Linked DNA regions of Gossypium hirsutum: region 1 is linked to region 2. Evidence: chromatin contacts called from public Hi-C data. All regions are on one chromosome and are shown on one strand. Each heading gives the region's core, a stretch centred on a gene start, on an enhancer-like site or on the middle of the called end of the contact. The rest is flanking DNA. Distances are from core to core; before and after follow the strand shown.

The links. Hi-C and Micro-C count contacts between places; a contact is called where the count stands out from the background.
Region 1: a Hi-C map of hypocotyl shows a contact between it and region 2, with 3 times the contacts expected there. The contact joins the enhancer-like site here to the promoter of LOC107927263 in region 2. A contact is called at or near these places in 5 of 34 Hi-C or Micro-C datasets (anther, fibers, hypocotyl and 2 more).

The regions. Positions count from the first base shown.
Region 1 is chrA11:113,903,590-113,908,977 of Gossypium_hirsutum_v2.1, reverse strand. LOC107886257 (a long non-coding RNA gene) reads left to right here. Exons shown (of 2, transcript XR_005904486.1): 2 at 1-115. Among protein-coding and RNA genes, the nearest start is that of LOC107886257, 4.1 kb to the left of the region's middle. Within about 2 kb of position 2,092, at least 3 of the 9 cell types and tissues checked have an H3K27ac peak or open chromatin away from gene starts, as enhancers often do. A contact at or near this core is called in hypocotyl and leaf, where this site is marked.
Region 2 is chrA11:113,808,712-113,813,600 of Gossypium_hirsutum_v2.1, reverse strand. LOC107927263 (protein NOI4) reads left to right here and starts at 2,375. Exons shown (of 3, transcript XM_041079963.1): 1 at 2,375-2,698; 2 at 4,583-4,765; 3 at 4,879-4,889. The coding sequence starts at 2,693.

The sequences.
Region 1 (5,388 bases), core at 843-3,342, 96 kb before region 2:
TCAAGCCTTCTTTACACTTTGCTGATGTTAGTATACATCCAACCATGTTTCCGAAGAAGTAAATTTGTAGTAAAAGGTTTTTTTTAATAAAAGGAATTAAAAAATTATAGGTAAATTATTAAAATAGTCACTTTCGTTTGCCTCAGATTATATTTAGTCACTTATGTTTCAAATGTGTAGTCACTTACATTATCATTTTGTTACGAAATGGTCGCTTTGTTGTTAAGATCCGTTACTCCTCAAACGGCAATACTACGTGACAGTTAAAATGAGTTTTAAATGTCAACATGAATGTCTAGCCAAGTAAATTAATTGGTTTTTTAATTAAATAAAGTTAATTAATTGAATTTTATATATTAATTAAAGGAAAATATTAATTTGGTTTCCTGAAATAATCAAAACCAATGCATCAAATTAATCCTTGAACTGAAAAAAAATAACTTTTGGTCTCCTCTATCTTTTAATTTTCATTTTTATTTTGACTGAAAAAACCATCCATTTTTATCGTCATCTTTGTTGAATCGAATAGTAAAAATCAAATTGGGTGCTCCATCAATTGATTGGATTTTTTATTCAAAATGGAAGAACAAATGATCAATTCAATGGAGGGTCCAAGCATAGATTACAGTAAATAATGGGGTTTTTTTGTTCTTTACTTGAGTTTTGAGTTCAAATATTATATATATATATATTTTTGCAAAAAGGTGGTCTATCTTTTTGTTTTTTTTGTTATAAGTGACAGACAAAAAAGATATGTTTTATCTTTTTTTATTTGTTTATTGTAGGCAACCACAATAGCAAGCATATATAGAGGTTGGTATGTCCATTTCTCTTCTTTGATGATAAAAAAAAAACAATTGTTCCGTCTTTTTAAACCAAAGAAAACTGAGTTTTAGGGTAAAATTTTGTATTCTATTTGCATAAAAAAATTTAACTTTTCTCATCCTAGCTGAATATCAATATTGGCAGTTAAAACTTATTTTAACTGTCACGTCGGATTGTCGTTTGGGATGTAACAGATCTTAGCGACAAAGTGATCATTTCTTACATATCAACATTGGCATTTAAAAACATGTATCTGTAAATGGCCCAATTTGCCCGGGCCCATGAAATGATTAGATAACAAAACAAAAAAACCAAAATAGATTAAAGTCCATCAGTCCATTTCTTACATAGCCCAGCAACAAAAACTAAACAAGCCCAGCAATAAACCTAATCCAAATACACAAACCTAAAACCTAGACCAGAAATACATGGCCCAAATGGCCCAAAATTAAAACACTTTCAGAAACCCTAGGTTCCCTAGGTGCGCCGCAGCCAACACCCCCATGTATGACCTCCGTGCGCCCATAGCCTGGCTCCGTACCCTCCATGTCACCGCGCGCCACGTCGCCTCCTCCGTACGCCACAGCTGGCCAAGCACCTGCAAGCAAATGCAAAAACAACAGCACAACAAAGAGGAAAAACAAACAAATTTGTATTTTCCTTTTTTTTTCTCTATTTTCGGCTATAAAAGCCATGTAATAATCTATGTATTTTTTTACGCATACAAAGCAATCAATAGAAAAACTGAAATTTTCAAGTCGAAAAGGTGATTCATTTCTCTGTTTCTTTGTGTATTGTCACATATATTTTATAAAGGAAATAATAAAAAGAAAAACTTACCGCTTCCTTTGTCCTTCGCCACCATCGGAGTTTTTCCTCTGTCGTGAAAGCCCCAGAAACTCATTGGAGTTTTGTTCGGGTTTCAAAACGCAAGGTGGTAAATGGGAGCCTTTTTAAGGTTTTCACCCTTAGATCTAGGTCTAGAGTTAAAATGGAGGCTTTTTTTTGTGATTTTCGGCCACCGGGCATGGCGGAGCTCGTCGCCGGCGACCGGTGGCCACCGTGGATCTCGCTGGGTTCGATGGCCTAATTAGGAGAAAAAACAGTGTTTTGAAAATTTTTTAAGGCATTAGGCAGAAATGAAGTTAAATTTTTTTTTTGGTTTAAATAAATGTTTGAAACGGCACCATTTTGACTGTTTCCCCTAGACGCTTAAACAGCGTCGTTTCACGCCAAAACCCGTGCGACCCGACCCGATTGATGAAGGATCCACAAGTTTCTTTTGGCTTTTGGGATATTTATGCTTGAGTCCTTCCGCTTTTACAATGTATTTCAATCAGCTCCCATCGCATTTTTCTATTCTTTAATCTTTACCCCATAATTTACTGCGCTTACATTTTAGTCCTTATATGAACGACGCCGTTTTGGTGGAGAAGGGAGAATTTCCCTTTTAGTCCCTCCATATTATTCGCGTGTTCAAATCAGTCCTCCCATTTCCTTCGTATTTCAGATTTGCCTCACTTTTTGTTTAAAAATTCAATTTAATCCTTTCTTTGTTATTTTTGTTACTTTATCATTAAATTAAATAATATTATTATACTTTCTTTTTGTTTTACTTATTTATTTTATTATTATGTTACCAAATTATTTACTTTTGCAACACTAGTATTACCTAAAATTATATATATCTTATTTTATCATTTATGTATATCCTCTAATATATTTTTAAAGATATTTTATTTTAAATTTAGTCCTTTTTTATATTTAAATTGTTCCTTTTATTTCTTATTTTTCTTGTTTTCTTCTTTTGCCATTTTTTTTTGTTTTCTTTTGTTTCCTTTTTGTGTTTTTGTCATTAACCATGTATTTTTTCCTATTATTATCCTTTATTACTTTATTTTTATTCTATTGTGCTTTTAGTATGTCCTTAATGCTTTTGCCATTACCTGCATGATTTATTATTGTTATAGTTGTTATTACCGTTTTCGTTGTTATTGTCATATTCATATTATGCATGTTGTAAATTTCTTTTACTATGAATGGCCATTTAAATGTTTTAGTCCAATCAATTATCTTTTAATTAAATCATCAACTCTTTTTTATTTTAAATAGTGAATAAAGAGACCTTTCGAAAATAAGAAAATATTTCGTGTTTGGAAATTCGAGAAATCGTGCCCTAATGTGCTGGGTTTCGATCTCCCGTTTGACCAAATGACCAAATACCCTTTTAAAATTCTGTTCGTGTTTTTCTTCAATTAAAAAACAAGGCAATATTTCGTGTTTAGACATTCGAGGAATCGTGCCCTAACGTGTTGAGTTTCGATTTCCCGTTGACCAAATAGCTAAATATCCTTTTAAAATTTCCATGCATGAATTTCAAAAATCAAAAGATGATCTTGATTCCGAGGGCTCAAAAGGTCGTACTCTAACGTGCTGGATATGATATTTTTATTTCCTTGGGACAAGAGAATCTTAACATCTAATTCAAGTTATTCAAATGCTTTTAAAATAAATTATATTTTAAAATCTTTTCAAATTTTTCGACATTAAGACATAAATTAATCAATTAGGTACCAATTTTAGGCGTTGCGAGGGTGTTAATCCTTTCTCGTACGTAACGTACTCCCGAACTCATTTTCTTGATTTTCATATGCCAAAGTCAATATTCTAATGAAATAAAATATTTTATTATGTGATCTGATCACACCTAAACAAAAAGGATCGGTGGCGACTCCATCTTCGTTTTAAAGTCGATCCCCGTTTTTCAAAATAAAAAATGGTTTCGACAGTATCGATACCTCTGGAGGGTATCAATACTTTGGGTATTTAATGCCTCAATTAAGTGGTCGTTAAAGCCTATTGTATTGATACAATATAGGATGTGTCGATACTTGCTATGAGGAATCGATACCTTGGAGAGGGTATCGGTATCGATAACTTTGAAGCTTAAATTGGTATCCATACCAGGCAGAGGTGTAGATACCTTATATAGGGTATCGATACTTTGATCCCCTGTGAGCATTTTAACACTTGATAAATGTTTGAAAATTTTGTTAATCAATTTGAACAAGTTCCAAAATATTTTGTAAGTGTTTGAAAGATTATATTTAAAATTTTATCTCTTACAAATATTTTGAAACAAATTTTTACTTTGAAATTTATCAAATTTTATTTCAAAAACAAGTTTTATTCAAAAACATTATATTTGTTATATCAACACTTTTATCAAATTAAAACTTAACTTAACAATCTCTCCCTTTTTTATATAACAAAACATTGTGGTAAATTTATTTTTGAATAAAGTACTCTCCTTTTTTAAAATCAATTTCAATTAAAGGCTCGATTTTGTTTTTGAAAAATGGTCACAAATTTGTAGAGATGAATTACCAACCAATTTACATTTTCTCCTTCCTTTTGTTATATCAAAACAAACCAAACTAAAGCGTAAGGAGATAGAAAATGGTTAGTCCAAAAATATAAAGCAATGAAGAACAAAGAATTAACATCAAGCTCCAAAGTATCTCAAAATACGAAGTTAACATTTAAGTGCGACAAACAAGCAACAAACATATAAATAGGAAAAGGAAAACAATGTAAACCATTTAATTAAACCATGAAAATGCATGATATGCAAGATGAGTCCTAGCTATCTTGAGGAGGCTGCGGCGGAGGAAATTGATACATAAGATAACCTATATGTTCCTCTATCGTAGTCATCCTAGCGTCTATGCCACTAACTACATCTCGTAATGAGCCAATGTCATCTCGCAATCACCCAATTGCGCTGAGGACAGTTGAAGTCTCGGCCGAAAACTAGCGTCTTGTGGTGGAGTTGGCTTGGGAGGTGTGGAACCAGATCACCTCCTTCAACATTGTCATCTTTATCATCATTTGGTTTGGCTTGAGCAACCTTTACCCATGTGCTGGAACGAGGATCCTTCTTGTACCCAATATGTTGAAGCGAACCAACACCAAGAGTTTGAGTCACGGATAAAGTGGTTGAGTTGTAAATTTAAAGTTTTACCAATTCCATTTATATGAGTTCAAATCTCTCCATATGCATTTTTTTTTGTTTTTAAATAAAAATATTAAAATACCCTAGACTAATATAACTTATTTTAATTAAAAAATATTTTTTTATAATTTCCCTAACCGAGTTGATGCTCGATTGACTCGTGACACAAACTCACTCAATAACTTAAGTAATAGTATAGATACAAATGACATGGGTGAAAAAGTTTGTCTCATAATATTAATATGTACAAAAAATTAAATAAAGTATTAGTTGGAGTGGTGAAGATAATATTTTATTAATGCCCGTGCAGACAAAAGTAACCTTATAATAATATACCTTATTAGGTAAATTACCTAGTTGGTCACTCAATTATTATGATACTTTCATTTTGGTCAGCTAAAAAAACCCTTGCAATTTTGCCACCCAATTTTTAGCGTGCTTTCATTTTAGTCACCTAAGTGTTAAATCCTTAGCTGCGTCACTCAACTTCTAGATTGTTTTCATTTTGGTCATTAAAAAAAACTTTTTTTTGAAGTCTTGATCCGGGT
Region 2 (4,889 bases), core at 1,126-3,625:
TCTAAAATTGAAAAACTATGATAATTATCCATAAATTAATCCTATTAATTTTGATTATTTTCTAAAATTGAGTATTAAATTAGATCAATAATTTAAATTACTCTTTAAATTTAAAAATATTTTAATAAATATAAGGGTTAAATATTAAATTAGTACATGAACTTATCTACTTCTCTCAGATTAGTACCTATAGGTTTCTTTGTCCTAGATTGGTACCTTTACTTTTTTCTGTCCACTAGTTTAGAACCCTGAGTTTAACAGAGTTAAAATTTTGCTGATGTGGCAACGCTGACCACTCGCATGCCACCACGTGTCGCACTCGCACTCCCAAGACTCCTTTGACCCGTTGATTCATCTTATGCCTTATCCATTATCCCTTTGGTTTTTTCTTTCCCTTTCATCACCTTTACGTTGTTAAACCCCACCCCAATATCTAGGTTTCTAAAGGAAAACCAAAAAGACAAAGGAATAATAATAAGAAACCCCACTTTTTGCATCCTGTTCATTATCTTCTAGACCCCTAACTCCACTTCTTCCATAGCATTTTGACCAAAAAATTCATACTGGGATGCATCAAAAAGCGCATTATTTGCAAAATCATTAACTAATTTAGCAATTAAACAGTAGCATAGACGTGATCAACCAGGATAACATATAGCTTCATAACCATCAAATGCAAGAAACATAAAAAAAAAACCTTTGTTTTGTTTAAGATAAAAACAAGAAGACCTGGAGCTCGCACGAAATGTCAATGCTAATAATAGAAAGGACTGCGTACTCCACAAACAACTTAGAGTGAAACACGAGTTCAACAAGTCTGAGATCCACACGGAATGTTAGTATTAGGAATGGTGGAGTCAAGATAAGAGAGTAGAGTCATACTATGAGCTATAATAGCATGTATAAATACTCGAATACGCTCATCAATAAGACACAATACAAAGTTACTCGACATGAGGAAATTGAAAAAGAAAAGAGGAAATTGAGGAAAGGAGAAGTTGTTATGAAGTTTGCCATTGGGTTGATCCATATTTACAAAAATTGACATAACAAAAAAAGAAGAAAAAACCCTAGCTAGATATAATAGATAAAACAACGATAAGATGAAGAAGAAATTAAAACCCCAAAGATATAGAAAGAAACGAAGAAAAATCTGTGAGAGAGAGAGAGGAGGTGGTGAGAGATTAAGGGAAGGGAAGAGAAATAGGGGTTTTGATTTTGGGTCTAGGGTTTCGATTTAAACCAAAAAGAATAAGAAAAATAAAAAGGGAGGATTTAAATCAAGAAGGAATGATTAAATTCACAACCAAAAAGCAAAACAAAAAAAAAATTGAAAATTTGACGAAGAAGAAGAAGAATCGAAGTTGCAGTCGATATTTTCTGGGGAAAAAGCTTTGAATTTGGGCAATCTCAATAGTTTCCTTTTTTTTTTAATTTTTGTTTTTAAATTTTTTTATTAAAAAATACAAAAGGGTTTTAGAAGTGTGACACGGCACATTAGTATTCAGTGCTACCACGTCAGTAAAATTTTAATATCATTAGACTCAGTACCAAATTAAAGAAAAAAAATTTAGATATCAATCTAATAAAAATAGATAAATTTAGGTACTAATTTTACATTTAACCGTAAAATAAAACTACATTTAAATATTAATTATAATTCTTTCTATCTTCATCTTTAATGTATAAATTAATGGTGTAAAAATAGAATAAATTACCATAATGAAGATAATGTGATATACTATTCAATTATATAAGATTTCTTTAAAAATACAAGTGACTGAGTTCTGATACTAATTTTATTAGATCTGTCAATAGGTCAAGTTAACTTCGAAATTGGCTCTAATAAAATTCTAGGCTCGAGTCCTGTCCGACCTAAAAAATAGGATTAAAATTTACTCAAGTTCGACTCAAATTATAGATGTTAAATCTGGGCCTAATTCGTATTAAAATTTTTATTTTATTTTTTTATATAAAAAATAAAAAATATAATATATCAAAAATACTAAAAATATTAAAATAAATGTTTAAACAATAACAAAATTAACAATAACAATTAAATGCCTGTAAAATAATAACAAAATTAACAACAAAACAAGAGTTCTATAATATTTAAACAATAACAACAAAATAATAACAGCATAACAATGAAAAAACAACAGCAAAATAACAGTTTTTCTATTTTACAAATTTAGGTCGGACCAGACTCAGACCAAAATATTTTACTCGAGGCTTAGCTCATTTTCTAAACATATCTTTTTTTTTTTGTCCGATCTCATCGAGTCAATATTTTTAAGCTAACCAATAAAATTAACCATTTATTTAGGGTTATTTAGAAAAAAATATAAATACAAATTTATTTATTAATTTATTTAGTCTTAAAAAACCCAACAATTATCATCAAGCCGTCTGCCAGCTCATCTTATCGTTCCGTTATATTTAACGGTGTCATCTACGCCTCCGGTTCAATTCCACCAATTCCCCCTCCCCGTTTATCCGTTAAAACTAACGCTGGTTATCCCCCCTCCGACCAGTCTCTTTTTCTCTTTCACATTTTCCTCCCCAAAATTCCATTCCATTCTATTGAATATCTTTCAATCTCACTCTAAAAAACTCTCATTTTCTCTCTCTCTAATTTCCCATATCTCTCTTTTTTCCATCACAATAAAAAGTTTCTCTCTCTCAAGAATTCATGTCGGTAAGCAAATCTTTTTTGGTTTTTTTTCTCTTTCATTTCCTGTTTAAATTTGTTATAAAAATGTTTAATTTTTGTTGTCTGATTAAATTTACTTTTCTTTTCAATGGATACGAGCTTTGGGTTGTTGCGATTCATATATTTTATGGGTTCTTTTGTTCTGGGTTTTTAATGTTTTTCCTTTTTGTTTTTTCTTAAAGAATCGATATCGATTTTGTTGCTGATCAAAAGTTTATTTCGTTATCATTTTGGGCAAGATTTTTTTTACTGATTAGAATTGTACACTTCACTTTATCATTTTGTCGCTGTCTCATTTGATGGGTTTTGGTGGAAGCTGGTTTTGAGCCTTTTTGTTTTATGTTTGATTGATGAATTGAATACCATTTAAGCAATTCACTTGTGTGATAGCATGGTTTATGGTTGGAATTATCTTTCTTAAAGGATTGAAAAGAAAATGCTTTAGAAAATATGTGAGTTGTTTTAATGTACTACTAATTTTGTTATGGATATTCATTGAAGTTTGTTCCTTAAGAAAATTAGCTTTTGCTGGGTATTTTCACAGGGCATTTTGTTGTTACTTTGGAAGTATTTGATATTCTAATCTGGAAATGGAAGCTTGTTCTTCAATGTCATGGCCTATACATATGATCAAATTCTGAAAAGTAGACAAATTTTTCATATCGACCTGTTGATTATTCAATTCACCTTCTCTAAGTTTCCTTATGGGGTATATGGCAATGTTAGTTTTCGAAATGTCTGACTAAGTTATGCTTGGATTCCCATGATATTAATTTTGGTTTTCGATTTCTAGTTTATCCTGATTCAAGTTTGACGTTTTGGCAGACTCTTTTTAATCTCTTTTTTCAAGATAATTTAAGCTTTTAATGTATCTTTCAAATTACTTGGTTGTGTTTTTCTGTAGTATATTTTTATCTCCTTTAATGGTGGTTGCGATTCATGTAATTTGTTGTATTGTCACTATCTATGCATTGGCTAACTCTCATTTTCCTACACACCTAACATCTCCCTTCAATAAAAGTTGTCTCAAGTGAATGAGTATTGATTATACAGTAGCTTAAAATAGGTACCCATGAATCATTTATGATTGGTCTTAGGGCAGGTTCTCTTTCGGATTGCTTTACGTAAGTGATCATTAACCGGTGTTTGGTTAATTTAAACTATGCCATCTATTTAGGCCTACAACGGACTGTAATAACTCAAATTGCAACATGCCTTTTTACCTGACTGCTGTAAGATTCCTGAATAGATTTCAATACGAGCTCGGCTGAAATTACTTCTGTTTGCCCTATTGCAAAACATCCCGATTGCTTTTGCTTTTATTAAATGAAATTTACTTTAATCATGTTGAAGCTGAAGTTATGTAAGAGCCGTACGGTATCTAGCAGCTATCATTTAGGAGCTTTGTTGGCATTTAGAGATAAGTTGCATGTGATTGCTTGCTAGTTCGGAACAGAATAGATCTACTCTTGTTCTATTTGAAGAAACCATAATTCTATAAAGACCTAGAAAGTGAAAAATATCTTCCATGGTTATGCTAATAAGTAGGGTGACCTATATGGAAAACAATGAAGAGTTGTTTGTAATATCCTGGTTTTTCCCTTTATTAGAGTTTGGAACCATCGTGGTAAGTAATTTGTTAGAGCAAACAGTTTTGTTGTCGGACTTTCCTAGTTGGATTTTGGACAAGTAATTCTATGCTTGGAGCTCTTTTGTCTGTACAATTTTTTATTGGATTGTTATGACATGCAACTCGAGATATGAATCTTGACAGGCTTTAATTTTGTTGCCTTGATGTTTTGTCTATCTACCTTACTTTGGTTACAAGGATATTGACGGATGCATTTTACTTCTCTTTTTGCTCAACAGGACCAGGGTCGACCATTGCCGAAATTCGGTGAATGGGATGTCAACGATCCTGCATCAGCTGATGGATTTACAGTGATCTTTAACAAGGCAAGGGATGAGAAGAAAACAGGTGGCAAACCGGAGTCACTGGAAAAGGCTGACACTCATGGTAAGCCTGGAGCCGACCCCAACAAACCCCAATCCGTAAGTAATCTCTAACCGACTTAGCACGCATACAACTGATGGTATAATAACAGCTTGCGCGAACGTAGCAATCGTAGATTTCTCTTTTAACTCAGTGTTATTTTTCATTCTAGAAAAAATGGCT